2 separate regions of the Solanum lycopersicum genome follow, and region 2 is linked to region 1. The links are chromatin contacts, called in public HiChIP or PLAC-seq maps. All regions are on one chromosome and are shown on one strand. The core of a region is the stretch at or near the end of the contact, and the rest is flanking DNA. Distances in the headings are between cores, read along the strand shown. Region 1 holds the start of LOC101257502 (importin subunit alpha-2). Region 2 holds the start of LOC101265163 (GATA transcription factor 16).

Region 1 (4,350 bases), core at 1,639-4,138:
TCTAGATCTGCCATTGCTTATTACCAACTTACATCAAACAAGACATTCTTCTACTGTCGTCAAAAATTAAAGAGGTTTAAGCTAATGTAACAGTAAAAATGTACCCAAAAAACAGCCCAGTCAAATGCTTTATTCAAACCCCAAAAAAAGGAGGAACACTAAACTTGCCTTGAAATAATGTAGCAAACAGCAAGCACCAGCAAAAAAATTCCGTAACTACTATTTTTAGTTTTGGGAGTTCAGTAATTACTATCTTTAAAAAGGACTTGAGAAAAGGCACTTCAATACAAAATAGAATACAAGCCCAAATCTATTTTACAACATTTCAGTATCCTCTTCATTATTCTTGTAGTGGTTGTATTTTGTGGGATAAACACCAGTTATACAGTTCCAAATGCCAACAGCTAATTTCCATTTCTAGACCTTAGCGTCGTTAAATTATTAAGAACAGAGTAATTATATCTTTGCTGCATCACATAGATAGGGGTAAGGTTTGCTAATTGATGAATCTTGTCCCCCTAATGTGGCTTAGCCTATTTTTCTTGAAGCTAAAAAAAGGTGCGTATATAGAATGGGAACAAGACCAGCATGCTACTGACTAATAATACTACAATACATAAAAATGTATTTATCTTCTCCACAAAACTGTACACAAAGAGCAGCTGTGTAAGGCAATAAAAATGACAGCTATGATTGAAATTTGTACTAGATCGCTCTAGATTGCTCAGACAGCACAGAGGAACCAGACAAGTGCAGGAGGAAACTAAGCACAATGATGTAAAATTGAGAAATGGACTAACAACAATCAAATTAGATCTGATTCTAGGAATGCTGAAATATCTTTTCAATAAATCATGCCTTAGATGCATCCACCATTCAATCATTTTGCTTTTTATTTTTTAATTGGCCAATTCATTAAAGTCTTTGAATTCAACCTTGAAAGCTTCTAAAAGCTCATTAAGCCTACATACCTGAGTCTGGAGGTCATCTCCTGTAACAATATTTCCTACTGTACGGAGGGCAGGGATGAGTACTGAAGGAGATGGATGCCTGCAGATTAATTGACATATACACCAGATTCAATCAAACTTTAGATATATAAAAAAAATAAGAAAGTAGTTCAACTGAGGAAATTAGAACACTCCACTCACATGAGGAGCTCGACCAGACGTGGACAAACACCTGCTTCAATGACAGCTTGAATTTTGTCATTTGTACCATCAGAAAGGTAAGAAAGTGCCCAGCATGCATCTGTTAGAACCTCTTCATCATTTGAATGAACAAGCCGCTGAAGAGCTGAAAGTGCTGGTCTCACCTGATAAATGTATTGTCATCAATCATGCAAAGCATTCAGTAAGTCATTTCATTTTACCAAATAAGATGACCATCAACATGAGGCACTTTGAAGGATTAAGAAAAGCACAATATTTTGAATCAAATAACTGCAAGCATAAAAAAGTTTCAACAACACAACAGCCAACCTGCTCAAATGGAGGTTGAGGCTTGCCTCTACAAAAGTTTGATAAGGTCCATGTAGCATTTCTCAGCATTGAAAGCTTGGCATGCTCATTCAACTGAGACAGCAAAGGAATCAACGCCCCATTACTAAGAACAAGATCACGGCACCTAGGAGAGTCACCAGCAACATTTCCGAGTGCCCACACAGCCTATAATTGGGGAAAAAATACAATCAGTTTACTAATCAACATAACTTCAGTCTATACAGTATAGGTGTCTGCCAATCTTTTAACATACCTGCTCACGAACATCATCACTTGGAGAAGCCAGAAGCTTTACAAAAATTGGCACAGCGCCATGGTCAATCACCACTCTGGTATTCTCCGAGGTACCAGACGCAATGTTTGTGAGCGCCCAAGCAGCTTCAAACTACAAACACAAAACCATAAGTAAATCGAGCGTGAATGAAGCTACAACCACAAAATGCTAAAGGCACACATCACTCTCTACCTGGAGTTGTGGAAAATCTTCCCTCATCAGAAACTCAACAAAACGAGGAACAACACCAGATTGAATAACTTCCTCGATAGGAGGACTTCTTTCTGTTGATCAAAGTTAGCATGTAAGTTAAAAGGAAAATTGAATAAAATTAATAGAACAGAAGCTGGAGCAGGATTAGTCATACCAATAGAGAGCAATTTACGAAATTGTGTGGTCGCCTCCAACTGCATATTGTTATCATTTGACCACACACCAGCAACCATTGATGGAAGACTTTCCAACTGTAAAGCAACCATTGCTTATCATTTGAAAACCATATCAACAAACAAATGAGCACAAAGCATAGAACGACCCAAAACCAAATCAAGTCATGAATTTCTGATTAAAATCATTTTTTTTAACAAATGATCAAGGAGACTTTACTTTACTCCTGATAAGATATCATCATTATAGACAGATTATACTTTAAAAAACCTGACCTTCTTTTCAACGGTGGAAGTTTGAAGATTAGCAGGGAACTGTTGTTGTTGGGCGGCTTGAAGGCCTTCACGACGCTTCTTGAGCAAGCTCTCTTCTCGTTTACTCTTACGGATCTCAACCAGATTGTCCTCTCGCCGGCGGCGGCCTTCGTCGGCATCAACGGCAACCTTGTATCGGTTCCTACGAACCTCGGTCCTATCACTTGGCCTCAGAGACATGGTATAGAGAATGAAAACTGCAAAAGAGAGATGAGATAGTAAAGGCAATTACAGAAAACCCTACAATGATAATTGAATCGAAGGAGAAAGAGAGAGAGACTATATATACCAAATATATTTGGAGAGGAGACCGTAAATGACGAGGGTTTTGGGACAGAGTTCCTCTTCTAGTCTTCTTCTGTTCATGGGCCGGGTCTCCCCTCTTTTTCTGGGCTTGATTAAGCCCAAGTTTTTCCCTGCATCTGCTTTTGGTTCATTGCACAACCCTCAAAACCGTAGATTTCTAATTTATTTTCACATGTTTGATTGATGATAAAAATAATTTTAATATCTGATTGATGAATGAAAAATAAATTTCAGAAATAATTTTTTATTTTTTATTTGAGACTAGAATTTACTCTTTAGAAAAATAATTTTTTACCTTAAAATAATCCATCTGCATAATTGATTTAGGATCCGACCCTGATATTAAAACTAGGCCACAACCTAGACTTCCGTCCTTGAAATATTTTTCAAAAAATAATTTTTAAAAAATTGTTTTTTTTAGGGGGTAGAATAGAGGTGGTGTAAAAATGATTTAAATTTTTGAAATATCATTAAAAAAAAAAAAAGTATTTAGGGGTTGGCTTGGGATGGGGAAAGATATAACTAATGAGTTTTTTTTAAAATTGTGATATTTTTCAAAAATAAATTTTAATGTAGTCATCAAAGTATAGAGAAAACGAGTTACGTATGATTTTAAAAGCATATATATCGTAAGGCAATAATCAGGTCTTAAATCGTATTTGATATTTTTAGAGAGTCTTAATATATTATTTTTAAGAAAATTAAGATAATAAACATGTTCAATGAATTAGACGGACACCATGAAAATATCTTTTGAGAATTTCTATAGTAAGCTTATTTTGTTGTGTTCAGTTGATACAAAATTATATCCAACATCTATAACGACTCACAGGCATATAGTATTTAGATATGCTGAATTTTTTACTGTAGAAGAATAAAAAGTACGTAAAAAATCACGTGTTATTCAAGATTTACCTAAAACATGAACAATACTCTATAATTTAAACAGAAAAAAATGTAATTTACTTCTTATACTTTGAAAAATGCAAAGGCTATGAATTATGATTGTAATCCTTGGAGATGAAATCCTTTAAATCTTCAATTTCTTCTCCAAAAAACCTCTCAAACTTAGAGCTCAAAAATAGAAGTTCTAAAATTAACAATTTGATAAAACTCTATACAATCTTATAAAAAATTAATAAAATTCGATACTACGCTAAAACTTTCAACAAGTATTTGCAGTTTTAATATATTAGTGTTGTAGCAGATTACTCGGCGTAGTTAGTCGGAATCATTGATCAATCAATGATTCACCCTTTGGTAACTTCATCATTGTCTTGCGCTTAGTCCAAGCATCTTTGTGTTCTGGATCACTGGTGATAAGGTACTGCTTCGCGAAACTTTTCGGCGATTCGTCGACTACTCCTTTTCATCGCCAATTTTGTAACATTTTGGAAAATCATATATCTAGTGAAGAGCAGTAAGTCCGTTAGAATACGTATTGGGGATATATAGGCATTCCAATTCCCAATATTGAGAAATATTGGGCATAGTATAGAAAAATGGCTAAGGGGTGTTAGCCAATTTCTATATATACCCAAATAAGCAAAATATAGTCCAAGCTTGT
Region 2 (4,551 bases), core at 168-2,667, 220 kb before region 1:
CGTTAAGCAGATTCCAAAAAGAGAAATAAATTCTTTAGGAATATTCAATTAGGCTATTATTTCTCAAAAAACACATGAATTGTCATCACACTCAAAAAGGCATAATTTTTTATCAATATTGATTAAATTCTTCAAATATACATATTAAATCATAACTAATAAAGCGATATTTTTAAAAATTCAATTAATCTAAATTTTCATATATTAAATTAAAGCGATTATTTTAGAAATTCAGAGATTTAGATTTTCACACATGTTATATTCGTTTGTCATGTCAACATCGTCTGATCAAATCCAAATTGTAGTTTGTATTAAATTATTAGTTAGTCAAATGTTTGTACCACACTTTTATACTGATGGTTGTAAATGCATTATTTAATGAAAATAATAATTGTGACGTAGGATGAAAAGGAACCGATTTGATAAAGAAGTAAATTTTCCATATATTTGATGAATCTTTTAAGCATAACAAGGAATTTGATTAAACTAATAAATTAAATAAAAATCTAAAAAGGATAAAAGTATCCTTTTCAAGTCCTAGGAGAAATAATTGCTCAACTATTTATCTATTGCTGTTTTATGATTCTACTACCCACCACTGATCACTCACTCCCTCACCCACCAACCAACCAATGGCCCTGATCAAGCACAAACAGAGCTACAAGACAGACACATCAACAAGAAAGCAGCTTGTTCAACATCATCAAGATCAGTCCAGTGAATTGGAATTGCATCAGCATTCTTCACTGCACATATTTTCTTCTTCTTCTTCTTGTCCACATTGCTGCTGCTAGCAGAATTAGCAGACGATTTCTTCGTCTTTTTCTCATCCTTGTTCAACCCGAGCAGATCTCTCTTCTTCTTCCTGCTCCTGATGCCACAAGCATTGCACAGCGACTGCATTTTCAAACAAATCATCGTCCGATCAACATTAGATTAATCACGACATTTTCGAAAATCAAATTAATTGATCATGTAAATTTACCTTAGGACCCGCAGGACCACTACGCCAAAGAGGCGTTTTCATAGCACCACAATTCACACAATTTTTCATCTGAATTTCAGATGAAATCACTTCAGGAGTTTTCATCTGGATTTCAGAGGAAATCACTTCAGGAGCTTTCGCTTTGATTTCAGGTGAAATCATCATTTCAGCAGCTTTTACTTCCATTTCAGATGAAATCATCACTTCTGGAGTTGTCATCTCCGTTGCCTCAGATCCAATCACCTAAAATCAAATAAAATCAAAACAGAGTAAAACAAAAACAAGCATGATCAATTTGATCAAATCAAAGTTAAAATGATGAATGTTGATCACTCACCTTATCAGTTAGATCCATCTGAATCAGAGGAAGCAAAAACAGAGAAATGATCAAAGTATTAAACCGACTGCTGTAAGAGAACCGACAGAAGAAGTGGGTGATCAGGATAGAAAATGGTGCTCTTTATAAAGGCATTGCCGAAAACCCTAAGCGCCAGGATCTGCTAAAATGACTTCTCTACCCTTTCATTACAAATATTTTCACCAGCCCGCCAAAACTTAAGTGCTATTCTGCCTTACTTATAAATAGGGGTAATTTCGGAATATGGAGATATGCTATTCACTTGCCCATTTGCCGCCTTCACGCCAACTCACAGCCCCCAAAAAAACGTTACAAAACAATTTACACAATCTTTAATGAACATATTTCTATCATAAAAAATAATTACTTTTTATTATTTTTGTATTAAATAATTATAAGTACAATTCATGTGAAATCATTGTACTTTGACTTTCTTTCTCGACATTAAAATAATAAGACAATACTAAGATTTAATACAAAATGTTTTTTCTCTCACTAGAATAATGGAAAATTAAATTTAATTAGATATAAATTTGGTTTACTTTATTTAATTATTTATAAAATAATACAAAATATTTATTAAAAATGTCTCATTAAATTATGATACTTTGAATATATTGTTTTTTAATCTCTTTTGGTTGATTTTTTGTGACCATAAGAAAAAAAAAAGATAAATATTACATGACATGCATGATCCTAGCTGTATAGAAAATATTTTGACTTGTTTGTTAAGATTAAAATAAAAAAACAATATCAAGATTTAGTAAAAAGAGTTTTTTTCCTCATTAGAATAAAGGAAAATTAAATTTAATTAGATATAAATGTGGTCCCTTTTTTACTTTCTTTTTAGTTATTTATGAGTTTGTATTTATTAAAAATATCTCATTAAATTTTGCAATTCTGAATATATGGTTTTTAAATCTCTTTTAGTTGGATTTTCGTGACCATAAATATATATGTATGTACATATATATATATATAGTAAAATATGCATGATCCTACCTGTATACTGTATAGAAATTAATTTTGATTTTTTTGTCAAGATTAAAATAATAAGGCAATATTAAATTTAGTACAAAGTGTTCTCTTTTCTCATTGAATAATGGAAAATTAAATTTAATTAGATATAAATATGGTTTCTTTTTTACTTTCTTTTTAATTATTTACAAATTGTTTTGATAAAAATGTCTCATTAAATTCTGATATTTTGAATATATTGTTTTTTTTTTAAATCTCTTTTGATTGATTTTTTGTGACCATAAGAAAAAGAATATAGATATTATATGATATGCATGATCCTACCTGTATAGAAATTATTTTGACTTGTTTGTCAAGATTAAAATAATAAAATAATATTAAGATTTAGTACAAAGTGTTTTTTCCCATTAGAATGAAAATTAAATCTAGTTAGATATAAATGTGATATCTTTTTTACTTTTTTTAAATTATTTATAAATTGTATTTATTAAAAATGACTCATTAAATTCTGATATTCTGAATATACGGTTTTTAAATCTCTTTTGATTGATTTTTGCGACCGTAACAAAAAAAATAGATATTATATGATATGCATGATCCTACATGTATAGAAATTAATTTTGATTTTTTTTGTCAAGATTAAAACAATAAGACAATATTAACATTTAGTACAAAGTGTTTTCTTTTCTATTAGAATAATGGAAAATTAATTTTAATTAGATATAAATGTGGTTTCTTTTTTTACTTTCTATTTAATTATTTATAAATTGTATTTATTAAAAATGTCCCATTAAATTATGATATTTTGAATATATTGTTTTTAAATCTCTTTTGATTGATTTTTTGTGACCATAAAGAAAAAAAATATATTATATGACATGCATGATCCTACCTGCATAGAAATTATACATTTTAAAATATTATTTCTAAATAAGTTTTGTGGTACGTGGATGGAGAAAATGGAACTACTTTAATCCTAATATGTCTAGAATGACATCAATTTGTTTCAAAATCTTTCCTTTTTAAGACATAGTTTAAAATAGAAAACTCATCATTTCCTTTGTAATATTCATTTTATTTCTTAAATTGGACATATTATTACTATACCAAAAGAATAACACAAAACAATCGTATATCTACCACAAAAATTGCGTGAGATTACAAATTGAATATGATATTTTAGTTAATTTTATTATTAAATAATATTAATTTGATCAAAATATAAATTTTGTGTAAACAATTATATGTGAAATTATAAATTATATTTGTGAATGGTAAATGTAAATTGTTAAATTTTGATTTATTTTTCTAGATCAAAATTATTAGATATCATTAAAATTTATAAAGCTTTTTTTACTCATGAGAATAGTAAAGGTACAACAGAGGATTAAAAATAAAATTAGGAACATATAATTTCCTTTTTACCTGTTTTAATTAATTTATAAAATACAAATATATAATAAAAATATCATTAACTACTTTTTTATAATGCTATTTCATGTATATTAATTTTTTCATCCATTTTTGATGGATTTGACATAGCTACTACTCTTGTTGTATATTTTTAAAAATGAGTTTCTAATGTCATGCAGTAAATTGTATTGTATAATAATATTAATTTTATTAAAATAATATTTTTAATTTAAATAGTTATATGTGAAAATATAAAAAACAATTCACGTGAATGACAACAGTAAATCATTGAATTGTGACTTGCCAAGATTAAAAAAATAAGACTAACATTAAGATTAACAAAGTTTTTCTTCTTCTCATTATTAGAATAATAAAGGTACAATTTTATATATATAATATATTTTTTAAAATTTTATAAAATACAAATACATTAAAATTTCTCATCAAATACTTTTTTATAAATGATATTCTAGATATATTATTTTTTTTCATCTATTTTTATTGATTTATTATAATCTCTACTTTTGTTACCGATATTGATAAAAATATGAAAACATATATATCATAATCCCACCAATATAAGAAAATATACTTTTCTTATTATTATTCCTAAATTAGTTTTGTGGTTGATGCATTGAGAAAATGTCATTCAACCCCCCATTGTGTATTACTTTTAATCCTAATATGTTTAGTATGACATTATTTTGTTCAAAATCCTTCCCTTTAGAACATAGTTTAAAATAGAAAACTCATCACTTCCTTTCTAATATTCATGTTATTTCTTAAATTGAACTTATTATTACTATACCCAATAAAT

Evidence for each region. HiChIP or PLAC-seq counts read pairs in DNA pulled down with a chosen protein or histone mark.
Region 2: an RNA polymerase II HiChIP or PLAC-seq map of leaf shows a contact between it and region 1, with 8 times the contacts expected there. The contact joins the promoter of LOC101265163 here to the promoter of LOC101257502 in region 1. A contact is called at or near these places in 1 of 8 Hi-C or Micro-C datasets (leaf mesophyll) and 1 of 1 datasets of contacts at active chromatin or transcription factors (leaf).

What each region holds. Positions count from the first base shown.
Region 1 is chr1:67,736,580-67,740,929 of SLM_r2.1, reverse strand. LOC101257502 (importin subunit alpha-2) reads right to left here and starts at 2,888. Exons shown (of 12, transcript XM_069298316.1): 1 at 2,767-2,888; 2 at 2,439-2,674; 3 at 2,144-2,240; 4 at 1,969-2,060; 5 at 1,756-1,887; 6 at 1,482-1,667; 7 at 1,152-1,315; 8 at 972-1,050. The coding sequence starts at 2,657.
Region 2 is chr1:67,954,473-67,959,023 of SLM_r2.1, reverse strand. LOC101265163 (GATA transcription factor 16) reads right to left here and starts at 1,417. Exons shown (of 3, transcript XM_010320465.4): 1 at 1,323-1,417; 2 at 986-1,228; 3 at 419-897. The coding sequence starts at 1,340. The coding sequence ends at 643.